Regions from separate parts of the Rattus norvegicus genome. Here region 1 is linked to region 2. A link is a contact called in public Hi-C data. All regions are on one chromosome and are shown on one strand. The core of a region is the stretch at or near the end of the contact, and the rest is flanking DNA. Distances in the headings are between cores, read along the strand shown.

What was found. Hi-C and Micro-C count contacts between places; a contact is called where the count stands out from the background.
Region 1: a Hi-C map of the A7r5 cell line shows a contact between it and region 2, with 2.5 times the contacts expected there. The contact joins the enhancer-like site here to the promoter of Ywhah in region 2. A contact is called at or near these places in 8 of 12 Hi-C or Micro-C datasets (the A7r5 cell line, the Rat2 cell line, Schwann cells and 5 more).

What each region holds. Positions count from the first base shown.
Region 1 is chr14:82,019,411-82,022,110 of GRCr8, forward strand. All of the region lies in intron 24 of Depdc5 (DEP domain containing 5, GATOR1 subcomplex subunit), which reads right to left. Among named protein-coding and RNA genes, the nearest start is that of Depdc5, 66 kb to the right of the region's middle. Within about 2 kb of position 1,336, at least 24 of the 93 cell types and tissues checked have an H3K27ac peak or open chromatin away from gene starts, as enhancers often do. A contact at or near this core is called in the A7r5 cell line and Schwann cells, where this site is marked.
Region 2 is chr14:81,928,519-81,931,487 of GRCr8, forward strand. Ywhah (tyrosine 3-monooxygenase/tryptophan 5-monooxygenase activation protein, eta) reads right to left here and starts at 1,684. Exons shown (of 2, transcript NM_013052.2): 1 at 1,424-1,684. The coding sequence starts at 1,510.

The DNA.
Region 1 (2,700 bases), core at 86-2,585, 91 kb after region 2:
AACTCTGTGACTCCCTAAGCCCAGTGTGTCTGTCTCTGTCTCTATCTCTGTCTCTCTCCCTCCCTTTCTTTGTTCCTTTTCCTCCTGCTTGCATTTTTTCCCCCCTTACTGAAAATAAAAGCCAGGGAGCTGGAGAGATGGCTCAGAGGCTTACAACACTGACTGCTCTTCCAGAGATCCTGAGTTCATTTCCCAGCAACCACTTGGTGGCTCACAACCATCTGCAATGGGATCTGATGCCCTCTTCTGAAGACAGCTACAGTAAATTCATAGATATATATTAAACACACACACACACACACACACACACACACACACACACACACACACACAGGAGGAAAGAAAGAAGGGAAGAAAAGAAAAGGCCAGGTATGGTGGCACATGCCTTTAATCCTAGCACTCAGCAGACAGAGGCAGGTGGATTTCTGAGTTCAAGGCCAGCCTGGTCCACAGAGTGAGTTCTGGGTCAACCAGGGCTACAGAGAAACCCTGCCTCAAAACAAAGAAAACACTTTTCTCACATAATATATCTTCATTGTCTTCCCTTCCTCTACTTCCTTCTGGTTCCTTCCCTCCTCCCCTCCCGTCCAGATCCATATCCTTTTGGTGTCTCATTAGAAAGCAAACATGCTTCTAAGGAATAAGATATAATATAAACAAAGATAAAGATAAAACAAAAACTAATATGTAAGAATAGAATGAAACAGAGGAAAGGAGCCTAAGAAGAGGCACAAGAGGCAGCTGGAGATCCTGAGAGCCCTCACTCACACCCTCAGGTATCCCATGAAAATGCTAACCTGGAAGTAATAATACATGCACAAAGGACCCATAGGGTAAAAGAGACACACATGTATAAAATAAGGAAAAATGTAAAAAGCCCTGACATGACATTTGTGACATTGTAAGATACGGTGCCTCCAAAGATGCCATTGAGTTCATTTTCTGTTGGCATCTGCTGCTACTTGGGACCCAGGACGTGGCACTAACCCACTGAGCCATATTTCATTCATTGTTTAACTAGGTTCCTGATACGTAACTAGGTACATAACTAGGTTCCTGATACGTAACTAGGTACATAACTAGGTTCCTGACACATAACTAGGTAGCTATGTGCTCAGTACACACAAGGTCCTCACTTCAGTCTCCAAGACCATAAAGTAAAAAGGACAGAAAAGGGGTCTGACAAGACCCACCAACTGCCTTGACGATGCTAGACAGCACAGAAGTGAACAATGCAGCTACAAGGGCTCACAACCCCGCTCAAAACAAAATCCTACAGAGCCAAAAGGGAAACCCACAGAGACACTGTTCCTGAGAAGCATGACTCATGTGTGAGTCAGGGCCAAATGCAGGAAGTCTGAGTCACACTTGGGTACCTGCAGATGGCAGAAGCTTCAAGCCAAGGGAGGCAGAGGTAGGGTCAGAACTGGTTTTCTTGATTTTTCTCGTTTTTAATAAGTAAAATGTTTATTAGTTATGTATTTCAAAGTATCCTGTAACAAACGAAGACTGTTTTGTTTTGTTTTTCAAGACAGGGTTTCTCTTGTGGGCCTGGCAGTCCTGGAACTCAGTCTATAGACCAGGTTGGTCTTGAACTCAGAGATCTGCCTGCCTCTTCCTCATGAGTGATAGAATTAGAGGCAATGTGGTATGAAGCTCAGCCCTAAAACAAAAATTCTAGGTTCTGTGCTTTACCAAGCCCAGCCTACTTTTGACCCTCATAATGCTGTGGGGACACCGATCTAGATGCATGGGTTTTGTTTGCTTTGTTCCAGAAGTTGATCTTAACAGCCTCTAGTAGAGCCTGAGACAGAAGCTCTGTGACACTCAGACACCACTCTGGGCAGCTTCCTCTGCCACTCCTGAGCCCCCCACCCCCACCCTGGGAATCCAAGGCAGGGTTGTGAGCCATGCTGTCCAAGTGGTCTAGTACTGAACTGCACCCGTCCCTGGTGCAGGCTGGTAATCACAACACATTCGATCTGCATATTCTAATTTAGTAGTGAAGTGGAAACCACACTATGTCTGAATGATTTGCAGTCAGACTCCTGGTGAGAGGGCTTTCTCTCATCCTTGTTAGCGCACGTAGAAACTACCTTAAAGAGAACCCAAAGGAGATACAAGTCAAAGGCCACTGAGGTTATGAGAATGGGTGTCTTTATAATCTCTGTTTCTTATACACAGAAGCTTAAACACATGGGCTGGAGAGATGGCTCTGTGGTTAAGAGCGCTGACTGCTCTTCCAGAGGTCCTGAGTTCAAATCCCAGCAACCACATGGTGGCTCACAACCATCTGTGATGGGATCTGATGCCCTCGTCTGGTGTGTTTGAGGACAGCTACTTATACTTGTACTCATATACATAAAAAAAGTAAATCTTTTTAAAAAAAAGTTTAAACACTTCTGAAAGAGGTACAGTTTTGTGAGTTAAGGAAGCAAACCTGGCCTGAGGAGACAGCACAACAGGTAAGAGCTTGTGGTGTCCAAGCATGAGGACTGAGTTCAAATTCCTGGAACCCACACGCGTGGAGCATGACGACGAGGGATACCTGAGACCCTTGCCTGGCTTCACACACACCTGTGCACACACAGACTCAGAAGAATTTTTTTTTTAATTTTAAAGAAAAACATATGAGCTGCGTGAAGCCACATGCCTCTAATTCTAGCACCCAGGAGGCAGAACATCAGATCCTAGCACCCA
Region 2 (2,969 bases), core at 434-2,933:
CCTAGCTGTTCAGGGAGAGGCCTCAACTTGCATAATCCCAGAACCATTTAGTCGTGACTTGGTGTGTGGATAGAGGTGGCTTTCAGGTGCACCGTAGTAATGTCAGTCTTGTTTCCAAAACTGTATTTTAAATTTCCTTAAAGAACCCGCAATTTTTTCCCCAAACCTAGAATGTTCCTGGTATAAATTAATCTTATCTCACCAGAACAGCATACCATAATGCTGAAATCAGTATTACTAAGGAATCAACAGTCTGTGCTGTTGCTGGGTTCCAGAGACATTTTGCTGAACGTGTACCAGGGCACTGGAGGCAAGATAACTGCTCATGGTTCTTACCTGGGAAATTCTAAATGGTGGCCTCGATTTTCTATTCCATGTAGTATCAAAATAAATTTTCCAAATTGAATTTGTATGGAGTATCTGGGTTTAAAAAAAATCCTTTCAAAGACCAGCCCATAGGACATATGAGCTACAATCCAGGACAGTTAATACTTAAGTCAGCTAAAAACTGCCCAAGGACTGCTAAAATGCAGATTTTCTGAGTCTCAACCTCAAAAATAAATGTTCATGTATTTAGAAATCTAAGGTGGACGGACTCCCAAGGAAATTTTCTCCTTAGTCTTAGGAGCTTGTGGCCACAGTTGGAATTCTGCCACTGTGTGACCTTGACAAGAAATATTCTTTTAGAAAAAGTCCAGGAGGATGTGAAGAGTCCTCTATAGTGATGTGGTAACAGAACTGAAAAGTCTCAGATAGGCAGGTAGGTTCTAATCTAAAATATTCTCTAGGGTGTGGCTGGGCATGTCTCCTTTACCGGAAATCAAGCTGCAGAATCCATCTAAGAGGGTCTCAGGAATGCAAAAGCACCCAGGTTCGCTTCATTTCCATTTCATCTCCAGGAAGGCACGCGGCACTGACCGTTGGGATGTATGTAAGGACCCACACCCTCCTTCACGCCCATGACTGCTGGAAAGGGGTCTTCCCACACAAAGCCAGCCCCCGAGGTGTGGGAAATGGGAAAAAACCAACTTCAGACAAGCAAAGCAAACAGGTCGTAGCAGAGAAAACCAGGAGACCGGTCTCCACTCGCGGATGAGCCTTTATTACAAGTAGGTGAATGGTGGAAGGAAAGCGTGTTTCTCCCCAGGTCCGGCAGAAGGGTCTAGAAGCAGGAACGCTGACTTCCTCCTTTCCTCGGGTACCCCCTCCCCCACCGGGTCTCTGAGCTAGGACACGGCGACCCCGGCCCGCCAGCCTCCGAGAGGCCGCCCGGGGAGACCCCGCCCCGGCCAGGCCTCAGGAAATGGAGAGTGCGGCAGCCGCCGCGCCCAAAAGGTGGCGGTGCGTAGGGAGAGAGCCGCCGCCCAGGCCCGGGCCCGCCCCGCCCCGCAGCCCCCGGCCACCCGGTTCCCCGCACGCTCACCGCCTTCATGGCGGAGGCCATGTCGTCGTAGCGCTCCGCCTGCTCCGCCAGTCGCGCCCGCTGCAGCAGCTGCTCTCGGTCCCCCATGTCGCTCGCGACTCGGCCTCGCCTCGCACGCCCGCACCGCCTGCTCGCTCGCTCGCCCGCCCGTCCGCTTCCCGGTCGCCGCCGAGGCCGCCGCCGCGCACGCGCACTGGCTCGCCGGCTGGCGGGAGGCTGCTGGCTGCGCCGCCGCTCGCGCCTTCTCGCTAGCTGGCTGCACGCGCTGTGGCGAGCGCCGCGGAGCCGCGGAGAGAGGATAGGGGGCGCCGCGGGCGGGCGGGGAGGACACGACCACGCCTGCGCACTCGGAGCGGCCCGCGGAGAGCCTCCGGAGGGGGGGCGGGGCGGCCCAGCCCTAACGGTCTTTTTTAAGGTGACGTCATCTACTATAAATAGCAGCGACTAGGGCCGCGCTGGAGAGCTGCGCAGGCGCCTTAAGAGTGCTGCATTTTACCGCCGCAGCGTTGAAGGGTGGGGAGCGGCTGGGGCGCGGCGATGGTGGTTCCACTGGCAGGCGTTGTCGCAGCCCAGGCCAGGAAAGCGCCACAGAACCCATGTTAGAGCTTGAGAAGCAGATACCCGCACATAACCCTGTATGGAGAAGCAGAGGCGCCGGGGCTCGGGACTGAGGGGCCGCCTTGCTCTGGGTGGCCACACCCAGCGCTTCGGTCATCTCTGGCAGTGGCGTGGGGTGGATCCTGCCCTTTGGGACAGCCCCTCACAGACACACTAGAATCCACCATACTACAGAGTGGCGCTGCCATCCTTATAAGTGACCTTGGACCAGCTCTAGCTTGCACAGGAAGGGATAGGTAGCTTGACAGAGTCAGTAGCGTTCACGACATTGCTATGGGGAGCTGGCCCACTGTTGGGCATTGACCAGCACTAACCTATTTCATACAACCCACTCCAGAAGGGGCACAGCAGGCCCCCCATTCTTCAGAAGTGCAATCTATGACCCTGGGAAACCTTGGGAAACCAAAAGTTGCCAGCCAGTCGGGTCAACTTAGCCTGATTCAAATCTTTTTAGGGAATTAATGATTATAGGTCAGAGGCACAGTGCTGGCCTGGAATGACTGAGGGCCTGAGGCGGATCCTCATGGGAGAAGGAGCAAAACGTCCTAAGTGACAGGGCAAGGTCACATATCCTGTATGTGGAGGGACCAAAATCTGATTTCAATATCTTCTTGGACTTCTGTGGGATGGACTGGTCAAGCTGAGCCTCTACCGCTCCTATCATTCCATGCTAAGGGTCCCTGGGCTGGGCCTCAAACTAGAAAAACATCCTGGCATGGTGGAGCAGGCCTTTAATCCCAGTAGCCAAGAAACAAAGATACAGGCAGGCAGATCTCTGAGTTCTAGGCCAGTAGGGATACACAGAGAAATCCAGTCTGGAAATACCACACGCACATGCACGTGCACACACATACACACACAGCTGTTAGCCTGTCTGGAAACACACACACACACACACACACACACACGCATATACAGGGCTGTTACA